2 separate regions of the Mus musculus genome follow, and region 2 is linked to region 1. The links are chromatin contacts, called in public HiCAR-type maps. All regions are on one chromosome and are shown on one strand. The core of a region is the stretch at or near the end of the contact, and the rest is flanking DNA. Distances in the headings are between cores, read along the strand shown. Region 1 overlaps 1110051M20Rik (RIKEN cDNA 1110051M20 gene). Region 2 overlaps Ckap5 (cytoskeleton associated protein 5).

The links. HiCAR-type assays count read pairs that join an accessible place to other places.
Region 2: a contact with region 1 is called in a HiCAR-type map of astrocytes, with 4 times the contacts expected there. The contact joins two enhancer-like sites. A contact is called at or near these places in 12 of 39 promoter capture datasets (the C10 cell line, the HPC-7 cell line, cranial neural crest and 8 more), 10 of 484 Hi-C or Micro-C datasets (bone marrow-derived macrophages, cerebellar granule neurons, cerebellum and 6 more), 11 of 115 datasets of contacts at active chromatin or transcription factors (the 230-238 cell line, astrocytes, embryonic limb bud and 5 more) and 3 of 9 other capture datasets (adipose tissue, embryonic stem cells and liver).

What each region holds. Positions count from the first base shown.
Region 1 is chr2:91,279,750-91,287,613 of GRCm38.p6, reverse strand. 1110051M20Rik (RIKEN cDNA 1110051M20 gene) reads left to right here. Exons shown (of 9, transcript NM_175123.5): 5 at 3,294-3,379; 6 at 4,954-5,149; 7 at 5,759-5,868. Among named protein-coding and RNA genes, the nearest start is that of Arfgap2, 19 kb to the right of the region's middle. Within about 2 kb of position 2,688, at least 37 of the 459 cell types and tissues checked have an H3K27ac peak or open chromatin away from gene starts, as enhancers often do. A contact at or near this core is called in astrocytes, cortical neurons and neural progenitor cells, where this site is marked.
Region 2 is chr2:91,577,265-91,585,128 of GRCm38.p6, reverse strand. Ckap5 (cytoskeleton associated protein 5) reads right to left here. Exons shown (of 44, transcript NM_001165989.2): 21 at 7,426-7,565; 22 at 6,920-7,094; 23 at 5,593-5,706; 24 at 3,891-4,019. Among named protein-coding and RNA genes, the nearest start is that of Snord67, 15 kb to the left of the region's middle. Within about 2 kb of position 4,043, at least 29 of the 459 cell types and tissues checked have an H3K27ac peak or open chromatin away from gene starts, as enhancers often do. A contact at or near this core is called in astrocytes, cortical neurons and neural progenitor cells, where this site is marked.

The DNA.
Region 1 (7,864 bases), core at 1,439-3,938:
CCTTGGGCCAGTGGGATGGCTATGATTAGGAGTGTTTGGGCTTTTCTAGAAGACCTAGCTTTGGTTCTCAGCACCCACAGCTCACAAGTGCCATAACGCCAAGGCCTTTGGACTGCAGACACCTCACCTGTACTCATGTGCACATACCAACACATAGACACACACCTAAAAATAAAATAAATCTTTAAAAAAAAAAAAAAAAGCCTGACAGAAAGCTGGAGCCAGTTCTGAGGTGGGGACCCAGTATATTGTTTTGCCGGGAAAGGGTTAGAGAGGTCATTTTCCTAACATTCTAGAGAAGTGCTGGCAGGATTTTCCTGGAGCCTCAGAGAGGCAGAATGCACCTCAGGAGCATGCGGGGGGGGGGGGGGGGCACACAGAGAGAAGTACCTTCTAGAATCATCACAATTGTGGTGATAACTGCATGGTGCTTTCAGTAGACTAAAACACTGTCTTAAATACTTAATGAGCCGGGCAATGGTGGTGAACACATTTAATCCCAGCACTTGGGAGGCAGAGGCAGGTGGATTTCTGAGTTGAGGCCAGCCTGGTCTAAAGAGTGAGTTTCAGGATAGCCTGGGCTATACAGAGAAACCCTGTCTCGAAGAAACAAACAAACAAACAAAACCAAAACCTTAATGGGTTGGCTTTATGGTATTTTAATTACATCACAATATAATGATCAATAAAGATACAAACCAACTATGACTATCAGCATGAGCCCTAGGTTCTAGGTTAATGATAGACGCATTTGTCGTCTTTGAAAGCTTCAAGGCTTTGGCCAAGATTTCCTGAGGGTGAGGCCCAGCCCAGCACTCTCCTGTGCCATTTGCTTTTGGCTGCTAGGGGGCTTGGCCATTCCAGGGGTAGAGCAGGAAGGACAGGCTTCTCCTCTCTCTCCTCCCAAGGTGTCCCTTTCTCCCTGGGTGTTCCTGTGGAGCGCCCTCTCCCTCTGCAGCGCATCTTCACTAGCCCCAGGCCCCTCCCTTGTCTCTACTGCCTACCCAGTCAGATGTCTGAAGTGAATCCACTCAGTGCTCTCGCTCTGTCTCTCTCCTGTCTGTCTGTCTCTGTCTCTTTCTCTCTCTCTCTCTTTCTCTCATTTTGTTTTGTATTAATTTGTTTTGGGGTTTGTTTTTCCCTTGGATATCAGAACTCAGGGGACTGGACCACCAACCAAAGAGTACACATGAAGGGACCCATGGCTCCAACCACATATGTGGCAAAGGATGGCCTGGTTGGACATCAGTGCAAGGAGAGGCCCTTGGGCCTGAGGGTTTTCGATGCCCCACTGTAGGGAAATGCCAGGGTGGGAAGGTGGGAGTGGGAGCACCCTCATAGAGGCAGGGGAGGGGGGATAGGATAGGGAGTTCCCAGAGGGGAGACCTGGAAAGTGGATAACATCTGAAGTTTAAGTAAACAAAATATCCAATAAAAGGGAAAAAAATTTTTAAAATGAGAAGATAATCTTTGAACACTGAAGCTGTAGTCTCGCAGCTGTTGACGGAGGGACGTGGGCGCCCTCTTGTGGCCCTTGCAGTGTTGCTGCTTCCCACTTTGACCTCAATTTTTTCCAGCGGGATAGCAGAGGGCTGCTTTCCTTCTCCTCAAGAGACAAAGAAGCAGTTAAAGCTCTAAGATATATATGGCTAAGAATATAAATTAGTCCTAGAATCTAATTTATACGCTAATGCTAGTGTTTCTATTGTGTTTTCATTGTTGCTTATTTTTAGAAAGGGTCTCTCTAAATAACTCTAGTTGTCTTGGAACTCTCTATATAAACCAGGCTGGCACTGGCTTTAAACTCACAGAGCTCTGTCTACCTGCTTCTGCCTCCCCATGCTGGGATATAAGGCATGCACTTGACTTCTTTCTTCATCTTTTTTTTTTTTTTTTTTTTTTTTTTGGTTTCGAGACAGGGTTTCTCTGTGTAGCCCTGGCTGTCCTGGAACTCACTCTGTAAATCAGGCTGGCCTCGAACTCAGAAATCCGCCTGCCTCTGCCTCCTGACTGCTGGGATTAAAGGCGTGCGCCACCACACCGGGCTTGCTTTCTTCTTTAAGAAGAAATAGTACGGCCTAATGGAAGCACACAGCCTTTGAAGTCATACAGACTCACAAGTTTAGGCTTTAGGATCAAAAACCCCTCATGTGCAAAAGGAAGGAGCCAGTCCCAACTTTTACGGTGCTATCAGTGAAATGTAATGACGGTAGCTAAATGCTAAATGCAGCGCCCACTGTGGAGCAAGGTGCTCAGTAAATGGTACCTGTCACTCCTATTGTTATTACAGCTACCTAGGACCTTCTTTCTGTCTTTGAGAATATATCCCAAACCCTGACCCTTCTGGTTCAAGTAAGTAGAGATTTTAGAAAAATAGTCCAAAGCAAAAGAAAACAGTTTAAAATGTAAAAAAGAAAGAAAAAGCCAGAAGGTCCCTGTCAGAAACAGACTTGAGGCCCAGCTTCACTCCAGTAGAGGAGTTTGGCGCTCTGCCTGGCACACGGCTGGAGCCCAGCAAGTGCTAACTTCCTTCTCTTCCTGTCCCCCTTCAGCTACATCCCTGAGCAGAGTACGGATTTGGCCTTAGTGTGATCTCTTTAACAACCAAACGGTTTCTCCTGGAGAGTGCTCAGTGGGGAGAGCAGAGGCGGGTGCCTGCAGTGACTGCCACGGTCTCGCTAGCTGATGTGTATTCTCTGGGCAGAACTGTCCACTCCCCACCTCCCGCTCCCAGTCTGCCTTCTGAGTCCCAGAGTAGAGGTGCCTGTTGCTGTTCTGGCCATTTGGTAGCTTATTAAATCTCAGCACCCCTTGCCAAGAACCCTTTAAACCTCTTGGCTGTTCTTTTTGCCTTTTCTGATCAGCGGTATTTATTCAGAACTAAATGGTGCTCACTGCAGAATGAAAGGATTTACTGCTTTAAGTATATGAAAGGAAATCTTGGCTGCATTACAATTGCACCCTCTCTTTGCTGCCTCCACTCCACTCTGCCCATGCTCCTTTGACTGGTGCCACTGAGACTGACCTGGGAGCCTGCCCTTGGAGTAGTATGCTCAGTGCCGCTCAGTGACAGAGCTGGATTGGTAGGGATGAAGTGACTAGAGGAGGTTGCTTTAGGACCCTTTCCCCAAATACGCTGCAGCCCCAAGGGAGCCTGGAGGCCTGGAAACAACTTGTTGATGAATAATGTTTCTCTGTCCGTCTGGCTTTCTCTCTCCTCTCAGGCACACACGTGTAGTAACATACACATGTAACATAGGCTCTCTCTCGGGTCCTCTTCCTCTCTCCCCCAGGATTGTGCTCATGGATGATGCCATGGACTGCCTGATGTCTTTTTCAGATTTCCTTTTCGCCTTCCAGATCCAGTTTTATTACTCAGGTGAGAATGTTCCAGGCCTCATGTGGCTTTTGTTGGGGCCCATGTTTCCCTTTCTCATCCTGTTGTTTTCTCCATCTGTGTGCCTGGCACATGCAGTTCCCATCCCCACTTCCTTTAGAGGTATGCTTCATCATGGCCCACTAACAGGATATCTGATTTGCACTGGTGGTCACAAGATGCAGTCTGCCAAGCCTACTAAGGATACTGAATAAACACGATGCTTCCAGTCAGCAGCACAAAAAGACCCACTTAAGTGATAGCAGCAGTACAGACACCAATAGTGCTCACTACCTCCCTGCTGCCACACTGAGGACTTTAGTCTGTTCACTAGTCCTAAGAGATAAGCTTAGAGAGGTTCGAACCCAGACCTGTGCTTTTAGCCACTCCCTTGGTCCTGGATCACCAGTGGCCAGTTTTTTTTTTTTGTTTTGTTTTGTCTTGTTTTTTTTTTTTTAACCATACTCATATCTTTTAATAAACACACAGTAAACCAGACACAATGGTACATGATTGTAATCAAAGACACACACACGCTATCTCACACTTCCATTCTGCTCCCCAGTTCATTCCAGTTGCACCTTTAAGCCCCTTCTGACTTAATGGAATAAAAACAGATGAATAAATATATATGTATGCACCTCAAATGCGAGGGAGTACAAATTAAAAATTGTTACATCTATAAAGAAAGGCATAAAGAACGCTATCTCTAGACTGTGGAGATCACCTTCTTGCTAACCAGTCCTGCAGTCAGCTTTGGCTGCACTCGGGTGCCACATTATGCTTACTTGATAGCAGCCCAAGGGCTGTTCAGATGGGGGCTAAACCTGGGGCCACACCACGTAGCAACATCAGCATCTATATCTCATTTCTCTGAAGCCCTTAGACCTTAGGAAAAGAGCAGCCATGTTTGGGCGCATTCCCCACCTCTAACCTACAGGGCTCTGAGTTGAGAGCAGGCAATAAGTCACTGCTTACCAACAGCAGCTGCCTACAAAGCTGGGAAAACAAATTCACCTTCCAGTGATTAATAAATTAGCAGTTTGTAAGGCTCAGGCTCTTCCCTCTTCAATGATATTTTTTATTTTCTTTCAAGTTATATTGATTACACTGAAAGAGGCCTAGCCTGGGCAGTAACATGATACTCTCTGCAGCCTCCAGCACATTTTCATGAAGCAGATGGCCTCATGAAGTGGGGCTAGCCAGTGAGAATGTCCATGTGTTCTCTTAAAAACAAAAAACCTTATAGCCTGTAACGTGCCCCAGCATAGTACTAGGCACTGGGACAGGAGACAACATCGGGTCATGACCCTCGCCATTGTTCAAGGAGCTTACATTCCAGCAAGGAAACAGATAAGTAAGTACATAGCAAACCTGTCACTGAGTAGGGTGCTCTGCAAGTCTTCAGGGTGTCCCTATCTAGGCCAGGAAGTGTCATGAGGGCAGTAGTCACTCCAGGTATTTTGTCATCTACACTGAAGCTGGACAGACTGAGACACAAAGAAGCAAAGACATGGTGAAGAGATGAAATACAACCTCCTTGCCTAAACTGTTCCTTCCTATTCTGATGGTACCAGAATTCCTGGAGAGTGTGGCTGCCATCTATCAGGACTTGCTATCTGGGAAAAACCCCAATACAGTGATTGTCCCAACATCATCCAGTGGGCAACACCGCCAACGACCTGCCTTGGGTGATGCCGGTATGCTGGATGGAGTGGAAGCATCACTGTTCTATCAGCGCCTGGAAAACCTGTGTGACCGGCACAAGTACAGGTGGGCATGGGCAGAGGCCCCACCTCAGCCCTGGAGATCAGGTTGCTGCTGAGAACAAGTCTCTAGCAGAATATTTTGATTGGTTCAGGGTTTCTATGCCCCAGGATGGTCATGATTTTAAAACATAACCACGTGTGCCTAAAGCACACTGAGGACAGACTAGCTCAAGTATCTGGTTTTCTAAGGGAAGACTAGCTTTGGCTATTTGAAACAGAAACATTCACAGAAAGGGAAGGTTAAACTGTCCTGTATAGGACAAAGGCCCTTGAGGGACACAGCCTCCAGGCAAGAAGCTGACAGTAGCAGTGTCCTCTTCCCCACTCTTGTATGTTCCCTGTACAAAAGATAGTTATGGGTTGGGATGTGGCAGAGTACATGTTCCATCTCTAATTCCACCAGCTGAACAGCAGTAAGCATACCAGCCCTCTGTCTGCAGTATGGCCTGCTCCTGCAGGGAGGCCTCTGTCTGCAGTATGGCCTGCTCCTGCAGGGAGGCCTCTGTCTGCAGTATGGCCTGCTCCTGCAGGGCCTCCCAGCTTTGATGTCCTGCAGGTGTGGATGAAAAAATAGCACTTAGATTAAATCTGCCCTCCGAATTCTCCCTTTTAGCTGTCCACCACCAGCGCTTGTCAAAGAGATCCTGAGCAATGTCCAGAGGCTGACTTTCTATGGATTCCTTGTGGCCCTCTCAAAGCATCATGGGATCAACCAAGCCCTGGGTAAGCAGAGCTCACTGTGATCACCTGCGCTCCTCCTAACAACACAGGCAATAGCCGGTCTGTCCGCATGGCCCTACAGGAGTAGGATTCCTGATTCCTCCAGCCGAGAAACTGCAGTGTGCATAATCTGCCTGTGCCTAGGAGGTCCCTCACATCCCCACGTGACTGCTGTGACTGACAGCCTTCTGCCCTGCCCCAACATGAATGAGTTCCCTGGCATAGGCCTGCCCAGCCCCTCCCTACAGAATCCCTGGTTCTGTTCTAGGGAGTGGCCTGCAGGTTGGGCAGACACAAAGTTATTTACCCAGTGACTCTGGAGATTATATATCAAAGCAACCTGGATCCCATCTAGAAACAGGGCAAAGGTGTGTCTGGGAGGTGTTTTTTTTTTTTTCCCAGCTGGGGGGCAGGGGAAGAAATCTGATGAATCTGAAAAACAGGAAAAAAAAAAAAAGGTGGAGACTGGCCATTTTACTACCTATCATTTCTATTCTCACTGGCTGGCCTCCTCCACCCACTGTATCCTTCCCGCTACACCCCTCCCACGCGCACAACCACTCCTCTCCCAGTTAGGGACCAGCAGGCCACTCTTGCTCTGAAGGTTTGTTGATTTTTGTTGTTTTGAGGCAAGGTCTCATTGTATATGTAGCTCTGTGTAGCCTGGAGTGTACTAAGTAGACCAGGCTAGCCACCTGCCTCTGCCTCCAAATGAGTGCTGGGATTAAAGGCTTATTAGTACGTTTTTTTGTTTTATGTTTTTTTGTTTTATTTTGTTTTTCTTCGGTTTTCCGGAACAGGGTTTCTCTGTGTAGCCCTGGCTGTCCTGGAACTCACTTTGTAGACTAGGTTGGCCTTGAACTCAGAAATCCTCCTGCCTCTGCCTCCCAAGTGCTGGGATCAAAGGCATGCGCCACCACTGCCCGGCTTGTGTTAGTAAGCTTTAAGCACTTACTATTATGTCTTTGCTCGGGAGACTCTCCTGTGTGATTAGATCCAGGTTCCTGAGCCTCCCCTCTGTGCCAGTTTAGGGAATGGCATCGAGGGAAGGGCAGCTAATGAACATCTGCTAAATGCCTCACACAGCTGGCCAGAAGCTGTACTGGAACCTTTATGCTTATTTCTGTATACACACTTCAGCCAGAGTTCTAGAGGAGACAGGCGAGCTAAGTAGTCAATCAGAAGCCTGGTTACTAGCAATGATCACAGCCCGTGTTAACTGCATCCCCCCCTGTTCAGGCAGTGTTGGGGCACCTTTAATACCAGCACTCAGGAGGTAGAGGCAGAGGAGGCAGATCTCTATGAATCTCTGTGAGGCCAGCCTGCTCTACAGAATTTCAGGATAGCCAAGAATACTGTTTCAAAAAGGGAGGGAGGGAGGAAGGGAGGGAGGGAGGGAGGGAGGGAGGGAGGGAGGGAGGGAGGGAGGAAGGAAGGAAGGAAGGAAGGAAGGAAGGAAGGAAGGAAGGAAGGAAGGAAAACAGAAAAGAACCTTCTGAAGGGAAAAAAAAAGGAGCCTTGTGCAATGTTTCCTACATCCTGATTAGTGGCTAGTGTGTAGACTAAGCAGTGACAGAGGCAGCATGTGTTAGAAATAGGAACTTGGAAATACCCTGGTTCTGTTTGTGGAAGGCTGGGATACTCCTGAAACACCCCACAAAATTATAAGATGAATCACCTGATGCCTCTTAGAAGAGTCAGTGCTGGACACTTTTGAGTCTTTCTGAAGCCCAGCATCACTGTCCAGTCTAGGGACTAAACTACCATTAAGCCCTGATCTTTCAACAATTTACTGGCAACAATCTTTCTCTCTGAAAATTTCAATCCCTCAAGAAATGTCAATTGTATTTATCCCCAGCAACCAACAAAAAAAGAAAACAGAAAAGAATCTAATTAATTTGTAAAAGAGCAAAAAGAAAAAAATTTAAGTGGGGAAGCATTCAAGACTCTTCATACACTTCCCAATAGAATCAGCAAACTATGCCCTCATGGCTAAGGA
Region 2 (7,864 bases), core at 2,794-5,293, 300 kb before region 1:
TCTCTTTGTAGCCATGGCTGTCCTAAACTTCCTCTGTAGAAGGTTCTCCCTCCCGAGTGCTGGGATTAAAGACACGCACCATCAGTTGACTAGTTTTTACTTAACCAATTCTGATTCTTGTGTAATGATACCCTACTGTAGTTTTTCTTTTTTTTTTTTTTTTTTTTTTCCCTTTTTTTGTTAATAGCCCATGTTCCCTTAAGCTGATAGCACTCTTCCTGAATCCTGGTCTGTATATACCACCATGCTCAATCTCAGGTCAATTTTTTTGTTTGTTTGGTTTTTGTTTTTTCGAGACAGGGTTTCTCTGTGTAGCCCTGGCTGTCCTGGAACTCACTCTGTAGACCAGGCTGGCCTCGAACTCAGAAATCTGCCTGCCTCTGCCTCCCGAGTGCTGGGATTAAAGGCATGTGCCACCATGCCCAGCTAATTTTAGGTCCATTTTAACATAACATTTTTATGACAAGTAATAGTATTATTCTCAAGAACTTATTTGCTTAAAAAAATGTCTGTAATGTGTTTTGTCATTTTCAAATTAGGTTTCCTTTACTGTTCAGAATCTGCTACTCTTAGGAGTTCCATAAGTAACCTAGGCTGACCTCTTAACTCATAATTTCTCTGCCTCAGCCTCTTGAATGTTGGAATTACAGAAATGTATAGCCACACTCAGTTTGCTATTTAGTTTTAAGGTCTTTATCCTAGATATTCTTTACTGGAGTTTGCAAATATTTTTCCCAATCTTATGACCGCTCTTTGAGTGTCTTTTGCAGAGTAAGGTTATTTACAAACATTTTCTGCAGTATAGGCAAATATGTTGACTTTGTATCTTTCAAACTTAGTGAACTCACTGATTAAATAGGAAATTATTTGTAGATTTCTTGGTTTTACGACTAAAGAGTTATGTTATCTGCATACAGCATATGGGATGGTATTACTATTTTTCTTTTTTGGAGACTGAGTTTCTCTTTGTATCCCTCACTGTCCTGGAATTCACTCTGCAGGCTGGCTGGGGACTCAGAGTTTTAAAGGATGTGTGCCACCACATCCAGCCTCATGTAGCTAATTTTTAATTACTAACAAGCTGAGAATTTTCACCATGAGTATTATATTTTAACAAATGACTATTTAAAAATCAGTTGATACAATCACATGAAGTTTCTTCTATAGTCTGTTGGCACAAAGGAATACATTGATTTCTGAATGCTGAACTCTATTTTTATAATCTGATTAAAATCTGATTTGCCATTTAAGGGCTCAAAAAAAAAAAAAAAAAAAAAAACCCAAACAGAAAACTATATACTATGCAAACACACAAAAAAGGGAATCCTTTAAGAAGTTTTTTGTTTAACAAAAAGAAAAAAAAGAGCAGGGCAGTGGTAGCGCACGCCTTTAATCCCAGCACTTGGGAGGCTGAGGCAGGAGGATTTCTGAGTTTGAAGCCAGCCTGGTCTACAGAATAAGTTCCAGGACATCCAGGGCTACACAGAGAAACCCTGTCTCGAAATACCAAAAAAAAAAAAAAAAAAAAAAAAAAGAAAAAAAGAAAAGAAAAGAAGAGAGAGAGAAAAGTAGGTTTTTTTTGTTTTTCTATTTTCTTAAAAGGGAAATAATCATTTTGTTTCATGGTGTAAGACAACAGTCAATTATAGTGGAGACATTCTGGCAGCAGAAACTTGAGACAAATGATCACATTTTATCCTAAGGAAGAAAACAGAGAGCCATAAAGTGTTTAGCTCCCTTTCTAACTCTTATTCAGTCCAGGATTCCAACCTATTGGAAGGCAACTGGCCAAACTGCCCCATGTTTAACTAATGTAGATAACAGTGCCCCATACACGTGCCCAGAGGCTTGGCTACTAGGGTGATTCTGGATCCTTTGAAGAAGCCAATTTTGTTTTTGCCTGGTAATCAGGAGTCAGACAAAAAAAACCTTCATAATTATAATTAGTTCACAACTTACCCTACGTTAGGGATGAGAGAAAAAACTAGCTTTCAGGAAAGAGCTGAGAATCTACTCATAGAAAAAAATATAAAAACATATCTAATGGGAGTAAAGAAAAATCTTATTTCTCTAACCAAATCCTTACCTCAAGAACACTTTATTTCATAATTTCAAACTTAAATAGCACTTAACCTTTACTGACCATATCATTCTTAAATTAGGCACTCCTTTAATCCTGTCACTTGGGAAGCACAGGCAGGTAGTAGTGTTTGAAGCCAGCCCCTGGTCTACACAGTAAGTTCCAGGACAGCCTGAGCTACACAGAGAAACCCTTCGTCCAGCGAGGGAAAATCTTATTCATGTCTTTTGTGCTAATATTAAATTCAAGAGCAGATTACATATTGTATTAATATTTATGCATGTCTTATAATTTATCATTATTCACTTTCTTAAACAAAGCAGGTTTTAAAGATTAAGGGCTTCTCTGCACTGTTACTCAAAATTTTGTGTCTCTAGTTTAGTGGCTACTTAAAATTTTAAATTATTTATTTTGTGATATTATAATTTCATGATTTCTCTTCTCTTTCCTCCCTCCAAGTCCTCTTATGCTCCTCTCCTTCACCTTTTCCATTAATTATTGTTACATACACAGACATAGGCACACAGACACAGACAGACACACATGTATGTGTGCGTGGGTGTGCATGCTCATTTGTTTACACATATGTAGAGGAATTTTAATTTATAACATGACTGCTCTGGTAAGAGATCACATCCAAAGATCTTCTAGGAATCCCAGGATATAGATATCTGAGATCAAGGCAGCTTCTACTTCTCAAATGCCAAGCTTAGAAACATGCTCAGTTTTACAAAGTACTGGGTTCCACTTTAGGCTTTATTTAGACAGACACTAACAACTACGTTTTGTTCCAGCCAAAAGTGTTACTATTAATGAAACAAGTTGGACTGAATTTGAGAGGCGGAGGCAGGCAACCACGAGTTCAAGACCAGCCTCAGCCAGATTCAAGTTAGACGTCACAATGGACAATTTGAGACCCTATCTCAACTCTCCTACTGCACCCCATTCCTGAAAGAAAAAAAAAGTAACAAAAAGCAGGGTGGAGAGAGGGCTCAGTCAGCCAGAAAAGAGCTTATCCCACAAACATTAAGACCTGAGATTAGATCCCTAGCCGCCATCTAAAAGTTATGTACTGTGGTCCATATTTATAACAGAGCTGGGGGCGGACAGGAGGATCTCTGAAATCGCTAGTCTGGCTGAATCTGTGAGCTACAGATCAGAAAGGACCCATCTAAAAAAAAACAAGAAGGAAGGCCAGTTGTGGTGCATTTTTTTAACCCTAGCATTCAAGGCACAGAGGCAAAAAAGTTCTCTGTGGTCTTAATCCCAGCCCTCAGGGTGGTGTGGAGGCGATATTAAAATGGGACAGTGACTGCTGGCCTTCATATGCTCATGTACTCACAAGGAAAATTAATGAAAAACAAAACAAAAACACAAAAATAGAAAGCTCTAGGAATTTGGTATCATTTTACTTATTGTTATAAATTTATGTTTCAGTTTTTTTTCTTTTGGGAAACTGTTTTCATGCTAGTCTGCAATTCATTATGTAAAACAAGCTGGCTTCAAACCTTTGCTGATCCTCCTTGCCTTAGCCTTCAAAGAAACAGGATTATAGATGTAACCCACCAAATTTGTTAAGCTGGGCATGGTAGAACACACCTTTAATCTCAGCAGAGCAGAGGTAGACAAAACTCTTAAGGTTCGAGGTCAGCCTGGTCTACACAGTGAGTACCAGGACAGCCAGGGCTAAATTATATAGAGAGGCGCTATCTCAACTACTCCCCCCTTCCCATGCATACATAGTTATTATAGAGGCCATCTAAGGAAGTAAAAGGTATCAGTAAAACATATGATTCTTTATGGTACTAACCTCTTGCCTCAGGAAGGGATTTTCCTTTTTAAGTTCTTCAGAAAGATCTTCTCCCTCCAGCCATTCTTTCATGCCAGTTTGTTCTGCCCAAGCATTCACAGTTGCTAGGGCAGCAGCTCGAACATTGTTCTGAATTGAGAAGAGAATTGGCAAAAATAACAAGTACAGTTGGAGGGAGGGTGAGTGTGAACAGAGGCTTCCCTTGTTAAGGCCCCATGGACATAATTAAACCATCTTCTCTGAAACAGAAACTGGTGCTATGGTTCTTCTAAAGACTTCAAAAGAAGGTGGAAATATAAAACACTAAATTAGAAAAAAAAATCTTATACTCAATTAGGTAAAATAATAATCTAGGTAAATAGTATAAGGATAATAAATAGATTTTGCTTTATGAATCCATGGGAACTTTTATGATGTTATAAGCTAAAGAATGAAATTCTATGTTAGAGGCTCAAATTGTTAAGAATTAAGCAAACAACTTGAATATGTTTAAATATTGACTTCCATTCACAGAGTATAAAGATTTATGAAAAGACTCAATTTTTCAAATTAAGTCAATAACTCAATAACACAAAAGTAAAGAAACATTAAAATATTTACCCTATGGCAAATATTTAAATAAAAAGTTGCAGCCTTCAATGATACTTCAATGACTTCTGAGATGATCCAATTATTAGCACCTAACTGAAGTACTAGAAAAGCATGTTGTAGTAGTTCAGGGTGGGACGATGTAGAATATTATTTCAAGATCTAAACTTTATATTTAATGATGTATTTATTCATTATGTCAAAACTTTAAGCCAGTTGTGGTGGCACACGCCTTTAATGCCAGTGCCTGGGAGAGAGAAGCAGGTGAATCTCTTGAGCTAAGTGTGGTCTACACACAGATTTCCAGGACAGGCAACTTTAAATAAGAAACCTCTTCTCAAACCAAACCAAACCAACCAAAGAAATACTAAAAACAAAACCTTAATGACATTATAATCCTAAATAGCAATCATTTATTGAATGTATATTATATGAAACAGGTACATTAAGATGTATCTTAATAAAAATGATTGTTTCAACTAAATAATCAATATGTTGATTATTAAAAAGTATTTCGGGCTGGAGAGATGGTTCAGCAGTTAAGAGCACTGACTGTTCTTCCAGAGGTCCTGAGTTCAATTCCCAGCAACCACATGGTAGTTCACAACCATCTGTAATGGGATCCAATACCCTCTTCCTGTGTGTTTGAAGACAGCTACAGTGTGCTCATATACATAAAATAAATAAATCTCTTTGTTTGTTTGTTTTGGTTTTTCGAAACAGGGTTTCTCTGTGTAGCCCTGGCTGTCCTGGAACTCACTTTGTAAACCAGGCTGGCCTCGAACTCAGAAATCCGCCTGCTTCTGCCTCCCAGGTGCTGGGATTAAAGGCGTGTGCCACCACGCCCAGCTAAATAAATCTTTTTTTAAAATATGTTTCAATTCTTTAAGAAAGAAATTTCATAAAGATACTAAACCTAGAGTATGTAACTATTTAAGGATCACAAACTAAATAATGGTACATCTAGTCATCATATCAATTCTGCCAGGAAGGTAACAGTATCTATCTTTATAATATTTTAAGCAATTATGTGAACTCTAAAACAGAGTTAGTTACCCCAAGAATGCGGCTGCCTTAGTGTAGAATGGACTATGTTGGAAAGAGGCTTCTTTACCTTGCTATCTCCGAGAACAGTAATGACAGGGATGCCCAGGTTCTTTACATGCTGCCTGATGTTTGCACCCATGGCTACTGCCAGTTGCTGAAGGATATTCAGTGTCTGCTGCACCTGAGTACAAACATCCAACACAGGTTCAAACTGTAATTAAACTTGCACAAAGTTTTACAATTGCTATTATGTGGTCAATATTACAGACTTCTGAACTACTTAAAAGATACTATGATAGTATTTTAACACGGAACTATAAATAAGTTAGCCTCTTATTGGGTATTGCACTTGTGTGTACATACCCACACTCAAAACACATATACACATACAAAATTCTTTCTTCTTTTCTTTCTTTTTGAGATAGGGTCTTACTATGCAACCCTGGCTGGCCAGGATGGCCTGGAACTCACAGAGACCCACCTGTCTCTGTCTCCTAAGTGCTGGGACTAAAGGCATGCTCTACCATGACTGACAAAAAAATAAAAATCTTTCAAAAAACTACAGTACTAGAATTTTACTTTATGGTTTAAAAATATTGACATAAAAATAAAATATAAAAGTTAGAGCCAGCAAGATGGCATTGTGGGTAAAGGTGCTTGTGGTGGGCAAAGGTACTTGTGATCAAGGCTGACAATCGGAGTTTAATCCCAGAACCTTTGTATGGTGGAAGGAGAGAACTGGCCTAACAAAATGTTCTCTGACTTCTATATTCACCCTCTTTCTCTCATATAAATGAACAAATAAACTTATGCTTTCTTAAAAAACTAAAAATTAAAAATAGAGCATGTCTATAATCCCAGCATTGGGGAGGACGATGAAAGAGTAGCTTGAGAGTACAACATTATTGAGTTCAAGGCCAGCCTTCACTACACAATGGATCTCTATCTTAAAATTAAATGAAAAAATTGAAAATGGAAATCAGGCATATATACATATAAAATAGTTCTACATAAATATATTTAGTAAGGGACCCCTACAAGAAATAAACTCTTAAGCTATTCATGGTGGAGCACACCTTTGATTCTAGTGCCTGGGAGGTAGAGACAGGTGGATCTCGATGAGTTTGAGGCCAGCCTGGTCTACAAGAGCAAGTTCCAGGACCACCAATGCTATGCAGAGAAACCTCGTCTTGAACCCCCTCACCACCCCTCAAAGCCCTGACATTTATAAATCTTGTATCTTGAGACACATATAAGAAACATAAGGAATCTTTCTGTAATTGAAAACAAATTAACATGAACACTCATTTTTGCTAGTGAAAGTCACAATGAAAATGAACCTTCTATAGCAGCAGGGAAAGGAAAGAGAAAGAAAAGGCACATGGTCCACATACCAAGATTTTGTTTGAATCATTCAGTCGACCCTTCAAGGCAGTTGGAAGTTCACCTATATTTGGTTGGATAAATTTTGCTTCATTGATAATACCTGCCACTTCATCTAGGCCTTCTTTCCTGATCTTCCAATTCTTGTCACCAATCTTAGACACCAACTCTGAAGTAATTTTGTCACTGAAAAACAGAAGGCATAATTCTAATTCTATATTCCTAAAAGATAATGGTACCCAAACTCCCTTTACTGAATTAATAAAAGGTCAAGATTTTAAGAATATGATACTGCACAATTGTCTACTTGGCAATCAGGAAGCTAAGACAGGAAGACAGTGGGTTCAAGGCCAGCCTATACTATATAGTAAAAACCCTAGTCTCAAACAAAACAGCTGGCCATAGTGGCACATGCCTTTAATCCCATCACTCTGAGGCAGACTGTCTCAAACAAACACCTAAACCCAAATATCCAAATAACATAAAGAATAAAGTAATTTCTCAGGATAAAACCTACCTGATCTCAATCCTCGGCAAAAGATCAACAACATCATTGCCCCCTTCACCTGGTTCCTCTCCATCTTCTCCTTCATCTGTAGCACTTGTGCTGTGCTTAGCAATTCCCCTCGTTGGAGCGGGAGGACTTTGTCCCTGCATCTACACACACAAGAATGAAACTAATGAAGCTGAAGAACGGCAGCAAAGAGTCTAGAGAAGGCGCCTATGTAAAAGGTTCTTATTTTTTCATAATATTTGTTTGTTTTGGCTGTCCTGGGAATAGAACACAGGATCTTATGCATGCTACCAAGTGTTCAACCACTGAATTTCATTCAAACTCATAAAATATTTAGACAATATTGTAATATATACTTTAGTTGCTAGCTAGATCCTAATTGAGACAAAAGCGCAAGTTATTTTTTATGAAGATGATTAGAATTTGACTTCCCAGTCACAAA